Linked DNA regions of Anas platyrhynchos: region 1 is linked to region 2. Evidence: chromatin contacts called from public Hi-C data. All regions are on one chromosome and are shown on one strand. The core of a region is the stretch at or near the end of the contact, and the rest is flanking DNA. Distances in the headings are between cores, read along the strand shown. Region 1 holds the start of PPRC1 (PPARG related coactivator 1). Region 2 holds the start of ARHGAP19 (Rho GTPase activating protein 19).

Region 1 (4,201 bases), core at 1,702-4,201, 170 kb after region 2:
GGGGTGAGGCAGAGCCCCCCTGGCATTTCCCACCTCGCCCCCTGGCTGGCCACGCAGACGGACACCCAAAAACCCCCCGCAGGGCACCCCCAACGGGTTTCGGGGTGGGCTCACCGAGGGATTGTCCCGCTCCCGAGGCGAGGTGAGCAGCTCCGCGTCCATCATGGTGTCGAAGGGGGACAGGGTCTCGTCGTCCGTGCTGTCCAGGATCTCGGTGATGGCCGTGAGCAGGGACAGCTCGTTCTGCGCGTCCAGGCAGGCCTTGCTCTGCCGGAGGGGCAGGAGACAGCTCAGAGGGCGTCGGGGCATGGCCACACCGAAGCCCCCACCCCACAGGGGCTGCAGCACTGACCCCGAGCCGCCCCATCCCGCTCCCAGGGCCCCACCTCGCTCAGGGAGAGGTCCTCGATGATGGAGATGACGGAGGAGTCCAGGTAGTTCTGCATCGTCCCCAGGATCTCCTCGGCCTCCAGGATGGCTTCTGCGTCCAGCGACGCCAGGTTCAGGTCATCCTCGTCGAAGGAGAAGCACTGTGGGGGCGAGGGCAGCCAGCTCAGCGCCATGGGGACCTCCTAATCCTAAAACCCTTTGGGGTACCCCAGGGGGCACCACACCTCCCACTGATGCCCGGAGCTCTCGGGGAGTTTTGGGGCTGGTGAAGGGGAACCGGGCAAAGCGACTCCCAGCTCCACGCTCCTCTCGTACCCAAGAGGCAGCCTGGCCCCACACCCCACAGCTCTCCAGCTCCAGCGCTTCGGCTAAGCCCCAAACATCACAAAACTCACACGAATGTGCAGGGCTCAGCAGCAGGGCTCAGCAGCCGCCAGCGCCAGAGCCAAAATCCATCCCCCAGCGCCCCGTTCCCCCCCGGCCCCCTGCCCTGGGCGTCCCACCGAGGCCGGCTCCTGCCCTGGGCCAGGTGCAGCGCACGGGACAGGACTGGAATTCCCGTTTGCAGACGGGTTTGGGGCAGAGATAACAGGGACGGGCGTGATAAGGGCACCAAGGACGGAGCCCTGGGAGCGCCGGGGGGGAGCCGCCAGCCAGCCGGCCTCCCCCAAAACACACCGGGGGGCGAACCCAGGCCGGGAGAACCCATCCCCACGGCAGCACGGCCCCGTCCCGGCATCTCCCGGCCCTCCCCGACTCCTTTGACTCAGCACCTGGCGAGGAGGCCCCGCAGCTCTGAGTCACCGGCGGCCGCGTTCCCCCCGGGACTGCCTTTGATCCTCCTGGGGCCGGGCACCTCCTCCTGCCCCGGCCGCCAGCACCGCGTCGGGGCGGGGGCACGAAGCCGCCCGGGCTGCTCCCCTCCCCAAAAACAGCCCCAAACAGCCCCCAACGCCTCCTCTGCCCCCGTTTGGTGTTTAGGGTCAGGCACCACGGCACCCCGGGTGGACGCGGGGCATCACCAGCGGGGCATCAAGAAGACACCCACAACCCCAAAAGGATATTTGGGTACGCCAACGGGGTGTTTAACCCGCTGCCCTGCTACCCGAGCACCCAAATCAAGGGCTCCACGTGCACGCGTCCATCCCAGCTCCTTGTGGGGTGAGCGGGGACCCCACAGAGCCACGCAAAGCCCGGGGGCTGTCAGCGAGGACACGCGAGCTGCCAAGGCGGGGAGAGCCGCGCGGGGTGGCCCCGGCAGCGGGGAGGATGCTCGGAGGATTCCTCGGCTGCCTGGGGGAAGCGTCACGCAGCGCCGCGCCGCTCGGCCCCAAAATCCCGCCGCTCGGCCCCAAAAAACCTGCCGCACGCCTCGCCCAGGGAGCGCGGCCAAAAGGGTGTGGGGTGGTGACAGGAGGGTGGCTTCCCCCAGAAAGCTGATATGCTAAAGTGGTGGTAGCCTGTAAGCTGGACCCTAAAATCCTGACAGCCCATAAGGTGGTCCCTAAAATCCTGATACCCTAAAGTGCTGGTATTGCATACGGGGGTCCCAAAATCCTGATATCCTAAAATGCTGTCAACCCCATAAGCTGGTCCCAAGATCCTGATATCCTAAAGTGCTGTTAACCCCATAACGTGGTCCCCGAATCCTGATATCCTAAAACCCTGGTAGCCCATAAGCTGGTCCCAGAGTCCTGATATCCTAAAGTGCTGGTAGCCCGTAAGCTGGTCCCTAAAAAGTTGATATCCTAAAATGCTGGTAACCCCATAAGCTGGTCCCAAAACCCTGATATCCTAAAACGCTGGTAACCCACAACCTGGCCCCAAAAACCCTGATATCCTAAAGTGCTGGTATTGCATACGGGGGTCCCAAAATCCTGATATCCTAAAATGCTGGTAACCCCATAAGCAGGTCCCAAAATCCTGATATCCTAAAACACTGGTAACCCACAACCTGGCCCCAAAAACCCTGATATCCTAAAGTGCTGGTAACCCATAAGCTGGTCCCAAAAATCCTGGTATCCTAAAACACCGGTATCCCACAATCCGGTCCCCAAACCCTGATATCCTAAAGTGCTGATAGCTCACGAGGGGCTCCCAAAACCCCCCAAATCCCGGTAACCCACACCCCGGCCCCAAAACCCCTCCGTACCCCAAACCCTGCTGTGCCACAACCCGACCCCAAAACCCCCGATCCCCTGACACCCCGGCACCCCGCACCCCCCAGCCCAGCGCCCCCCGGTGCAGGACACCCCCGTTCCCCCCCGTTTCCCCCCGTTCCCCCCGCTCCACGTGGAGCCGCCGCCGCCCCGGCGGGAGCCGCCCCGGCCCTCCACGTGTCACGGGCGCTCCCCGGCCGCCTCCTACCTGCAGGGGGCTGCCGGCGCGGAACGGGGCCGGCCGGGGGGCGCCGCCGGGACACGGCCCCCGGGACCCGGCCCCAGCCGGGCCCCCGGGCCCGATCCCGGCCCCGATCCCGGTCCCGGCCCCGGCCCCGGCGGGCCCCGCTCCGCCCCGCCGCGCCGCCATCTTGGCGCCTCCGCTCCCAACGCGGCCACTGCCGGGCGCGCCACGTGATCGCCGCCGGCCGCGGACTACAACTCCCAGCGGGCACCGCGCGGGGAGCACCCCCCCCAACCTCCCGGCCCCGCGCGGGGCGTGCTGGGAGAGCACCCCTTCGCTGCCGGCGCGGAGGGAAACAGAGGGGGGAGATGGGACGAGGAGGCACGGACAGAGAGGGGGGCGGCCATCTTGGGAGAGGGCGGGAGCTGAGGCTTCGCCGCCATGTTGGCAGCGGGCAAAAGGCAGGAGGGGGGGTGGTGGGCGGGGCCGGGTGGCGTCAGTGGCGGGAAGCGCCCTGGTGGGCGGGGCCGGCGCGCGTTTTCCCGCGGTGCCGGGTGCGCGGCAACACGTGGGCAGGGGGCGGGAGTGCACGGAGCCGCCGGGACCGGGACCGGGACCGGGACCGGGACCGGGACCGGGACCGGGACCGGGACCGGGACCGGGACCGGGACCGGGACCGGGACCGGGACCGGGACCGGGACCGGGACCGGGACCGGGACCGGGACCGGGACCGGGACCGGGACCGGGACCGGGACCGGGACCGGGACCGGGACCGGGACCGGGACCGGGACCGGGACCGGGACCGGGACCGGGACCGGGACCGGGACCGGGACCGGGACCGGGACCGGGACCGGGACCGGGACCGGGACCGGGGGCTGCCCTCTTGTTCTGCCCCCATTGCTGCCCGGGCACGGTGTGACCCGGGCTGTGATGGGTTGTCCCTGCCTAGTGGCCCTGCTGTCCCTGCAGAGGGCTGTGTAGGGCAGCGGGTTCCAGCTCCCCATACACCCCACCAGCCTCCTTCCTTCCTGCCCGCTGCTCTGCGGCTGCCTGACCCCGGCCCTCCCACCCTGCTGTGTCCTCAGGGGACCCGCTGCCCCCACATGGCCCTACTGAGGGCCTGGGGCTGCGTTGGGGAATGGCACCCACCCCATAGTTGTATGGGGTGTGGGTCTGGGCTGTAGGGCTGTGTTTGGGGTTGCCTGTATTGGGGTACCAGTCTAGTTTGTTGGGCTGTGTTTGGGGTGGGTTGTGTTGGGGTATGTGTTTTGGGTGTTGGGTTGTGTTTGGGGCTGGCTGAGTTAGGGTATGGGTCTTGGGTGTTGGGTTGTGTTTGGGACTGGCTGCATTGGGGTATGGGTCTTATTTATTGGGTTGTGTTTGGGGCCGGCTAAATTAGGGTATGGGTCTTGGGTGTAGGGTTGTGTGTGGGACCAGGTGAATTGGGGTCTGGGTCTGGGCTGTTGGG
Region 2 (3,801 bases), core at 259-2,758:
CTGCTCTCTTCTCTCCTTGGAGACAGAGCCTGGAGAAGGCTGTAGCTAATTCATTTAAAAGCTCCAGATTACTCACTGTATTGTTCTTCATTTGCATGTTGTTGCTTAAATTAGTGCACGCCTGCGTGGAACAGAAGAGTTTCATTAGCACAGAGGATGGTGTTGCCTGAGCCGGTGTCCAGAGAACAGATTCTTCCACAACAACATCTTGTTAATCAGCTAATTAATCATGTAATGCAATAGAAACCCTGGGAGAGGAGACGTCATCCTGCCCGGGGGGGGCTGGCTGGGACTCAAGCCCCCTCCCCAGCAGCAGCTGCCCCTGGCAGGGAGCAGAGCTGCATCCCAGGGGAGCCCTAGGGCAGCCCTGCTGTGGGGCAGGGTGAGGGGTGCCACGTCCCCCTGTGAGGGACAAATGTGCCCTGGGGGCTGTCCCCTCCTGCATCCTGCAGGGCTGGACCCTCGCACACTGAGCACACCGCAGTGCCCTTGGGGCTCCTTGCTGGCACACCTGGGCCTCCGCAGTGTGAAGATTTGGCACACAGTGAGGTGCAGGGACGGGAGAAACCCTCCTGGGGGCGGTAGCATGAGAGGAACTTGGTGTTTGTGCCGAAATGAGTGGCAGCGAGATAATTAAGTGCGGAGGTTTAAGATGCCAGGGGACCACTCCAGCTGAAATCTAGTCAATTAAAAAAAACCTGTCAGATTAATTTCCAGTCCCCTCAGCGTTCTGATCTACCCTTTCACTTACTGTTCCTAAAAAGTGTTTTTTTCATAACCAAAAGCTGCTGTATGCTGCGTGCAAACCTGTGTGTACCGAGTGTGCAGGGGAACGGGGACTGTGGCTAGGGGCAAGGCAGGTGCTTCATGCAGAATGGAAAAGAGGAAGAAAAGTGCTTGTCTGTTGTTTCTCATCCTTGTATTTCTCCTTAATGGTGAACAAAGGTTATAAAAGGTTAGTGCAGAGACAGTAGCTGAGGTTTTTGGGGGTAGGCATTGGGGTTTATGGGTGCTTCTGCAGCACCGTGTTGTCTCTGCAGGCCGGGGCAGGTCCTGCTGCACAATTTGCTTATAAACCACGTTTTAAAGCTCCCTTAGGAGGGCAGCCGTGTACATTTTTATACTGAATGCTAAAATTTGGGCTGCCTGGTGTGTGGGTACTGAGTGCTACCACCACAGCTCTGCGCACAGCCCCAGGCTGGCAGGTGGCGGCCCTGCAGGCAGCAAGCAGCCTCCTGGCCCCTGCCTGGCGCCGTGCGGGCTCCCCCCGCACCCCCAGCCCCAGGGGATGCTCAGCCCCAGGCAAAATGGCCCTCACCCTCCTCGCCCCTCCACCTCCCTCTCGCCTACAACTCCCAGCGTGCCCCGCGCGCGGGGGGGCGGTATCCGTTGCGCCGCCGCGCGCATTCGTTGGCCCAGTGCTCGTTCGAACCGACCAACGGCGGCGGGGCGCCTTTGTCTGCAACCAATGGCAGGGCGGGATCCAGGAAGGGGGCGGGCCCGCGGGTGGCACGGCGGGCCAATGGGGAGGCGGGGCGGCAGGTATGAGCTGAAATGGCGGCGGGAGCGCCGGCAGCCGGCGGGAGGGGCGGCCGCAGGTAGGGGCTGAGGGGGAGGCTGAGGGGGAGGCTGAGGGGGAGGCTGAGGGGGAGGCTGAGGGGGAGGCTGAGGGGGAGGCTGAGGGGGGAGGTGGCTGAGGGGAGGCTGAGGGGGGAGGTGGCTGAGGGGGGAGGTTTCCAGCCCCTGGGCAGCGTCCCCGAGCAGCTGGAGCACGGCTCACGTCGTAAACAGGCCCTGAGAGGGGACAATTGCCCTCTGTGTCCTGCTGCAGACAGGGATGTGCTCGCTGGAGGCCTGGCTTCATGGCCAAACGTCGAGGCGTTTGTATGTGTGTATGTTCGCGTGTGACACCCCCTCCTGTTCCCATGCAGGGCCTGGGATGGGCTCGCACAACGGGATCCTTGTTCTGCTGTGCTTCAGTCGGTTGTGTGTTTGTCTGAAGGGGGAGAGCGGCGTGCACACATCTCCCAGAGCAGCGTCTGGGTCTCCTCGCCAGCCCACTCATCGCCTGGGCGCTGTGTGCACATTCGCATGCACATGGAAATGCCCCTGGGCTTCACCAGCGCTGCTGAAAGGTGCCTGGGTGCGGCCGGGATGCTGGAAGCTGAATCCCTTGTCCCAAAGGGCAGCCATGTGCTGCTTTCACCAGAGGCACAGGCAGACGGGAAGGAGACGGCAGGGTGGGAGCGATGGCTCGTGCTCAGTGATCGCACCAAAGTCATGTTCCTCTTGGGAACGTGGTGTAGAGCCTGGGCAGCGCTGAGGCCATGGGCACACATACGTCTGCTGGGTCCCAGCCTCTCCTTGTACTTCTCAGGTCCAGCCTCGCTCCCTGGCTCTTGGCCTTTCTCACCCCTGCGCTAGGTAATCACATAAAGCTATCTAGAGTTCCCTCGTATTTTTTTTTGTTGTTGTTCAGAAACCGCAGATAGCGGGGAATGCGATAAGCTGCTTAAATAATTGCCTGCCAGCTGGCTAACAAAAACTTCTAATATGTTTGCTTTTGGCCTGTAAACCTCTAATAATTTGGAGTCCGCCCAGAAACATCCTTTCTTCTTGAGCGGTAGTGTGGCAGCGCTGATTTTGCAGAGGCCGCGCGTTCTCAGGGGAGCCAGCATTGGTTTCCCGTTTTGTTTTAGCTGGAGTTCAGACAGGATGCTGGAACGCCTTGGGGCTTCCACAAGGGCACTCTGCAGCCCTGCGAGCTGTGGAGGAGCGGGCTGCATCCAGCTTTTGACATCCTAGCCTGCCCCAAATCCCCCCTGGCAGGCTCCTGCTCTGCTGGGCTGGGGGAGTTGGTTTATTGGCGCAGCTCCTGCCTCTCTGTGCGCCTCGTAGCCCCGGCCAGATGTCAGCGGCTTGCTGGAGGGCTGGCACGTAGCCAGGTGAGCCTCGTCGCCGCTCCAGCTTGTGGGATTTTACACATCTGGAACCTGGGACACGGCCCCTGCCCCACTCCGTGGGGTCTGCAGGGGCTTTCTGGTGAGAAGGGCTTTGACATCCTGCGCTGGCTGTGGGAGGCAGCAGCCCTGGCAGATCCCTGCCGTGGTGCCAAGTGGTCTGCTGAAAAACTCAGGTCTGCGGTGCGGTGTTCCCAAAGCAAATGGTGTGTCAGGAAAGGGAAACAACAAAAGAGATGCATTGTGTCACGGTTATAGCTATGCAGAGAAAACTGCACCAGCTTCTGCTGGTACAAACCCTTCCCACCTGAGGTGGGAGCTGGCAGTGGTCACGGGTGTTTTAAAGTGTATCAAAGGACTTAAAATTTAAATGCTGGAGGCTTTAAAGGAACAATCAAGCTAATTTCAGCTCATCCAAGGGGCAGCACCTGCAGCACGTGTGGGTACGTACCATGGCAGGCGGACCTGGCTGGTGTTCACCCTCTGATGACAGCCCCTGCTGCCTGTGCCAGGCTGTCCCCAAGCCCCAGGACCCGGTGACCTTCTCCAAGGCGGGCAGGATGCTTCTGGGTGGTGGGAAGGGGCTGCAGGGGGCTCTCAGGCTGCCTCGGCTCACTCCCCAAGTCCCATCACCCTGCATGACGTGTCTCGGACCCGCTGCTTTGTGCGCAGCCCCACGCCGCCCTCGTGCACAAGCTGGCTTTGCTCTAAATGTCTGCAGCGTGACCTGATTATTTCCCCCGTCCTTCCTCGCCCTCCTTTTTAACAGTGCCTCCAGAAAAGCTGGCAGAGTTGAGTTATCAGTCACGCTGACTGATAGCACTGCCTCTCCTCTTGGGAT

Evidence for each region. Hi-C and Micro-C count contacts between places; a contact is called where the count stands out from the background.
Region 1: a Hi-C map of skeletal muscle shows a contact between it and region 2, with 2.6 times the contacts expected there. The contact joins the promoter of PPRC1 here to the promoter of ARHGAP19 in region 2. A contact is called at or near these places in 2 of 8 Hi-C or Micro-C datasets (skeletal muscle and subcutaneous adipose tissue).

The regions. Positions count from the first base shown.
Region 1 is chr6:27,071,381-27,075,581 of IASCAAS_PekinDuck_T2T, forward strand. PPRC1 (PPARG related coactivator 1) reads right to left here and starts at 2,952. Exons shown (of 14, transcript XM_038181448.2): 1 at 2,758-2,952; 2 at 387-530; 3 at 115-267. The coding sequence starts at 2,919.
Region 2 is chr6:26,898,359-26,902,159 of IASCAAS_PekinDuck_T2T, forward strand. ARHGAP19 (Rho GTPase activating protein 19) reads left to right here and starts at 1,509. Exons shown (of 12, transcript XM_038181002.2): 1 at 1,509-1,598. The coding sequence starts at 1,555.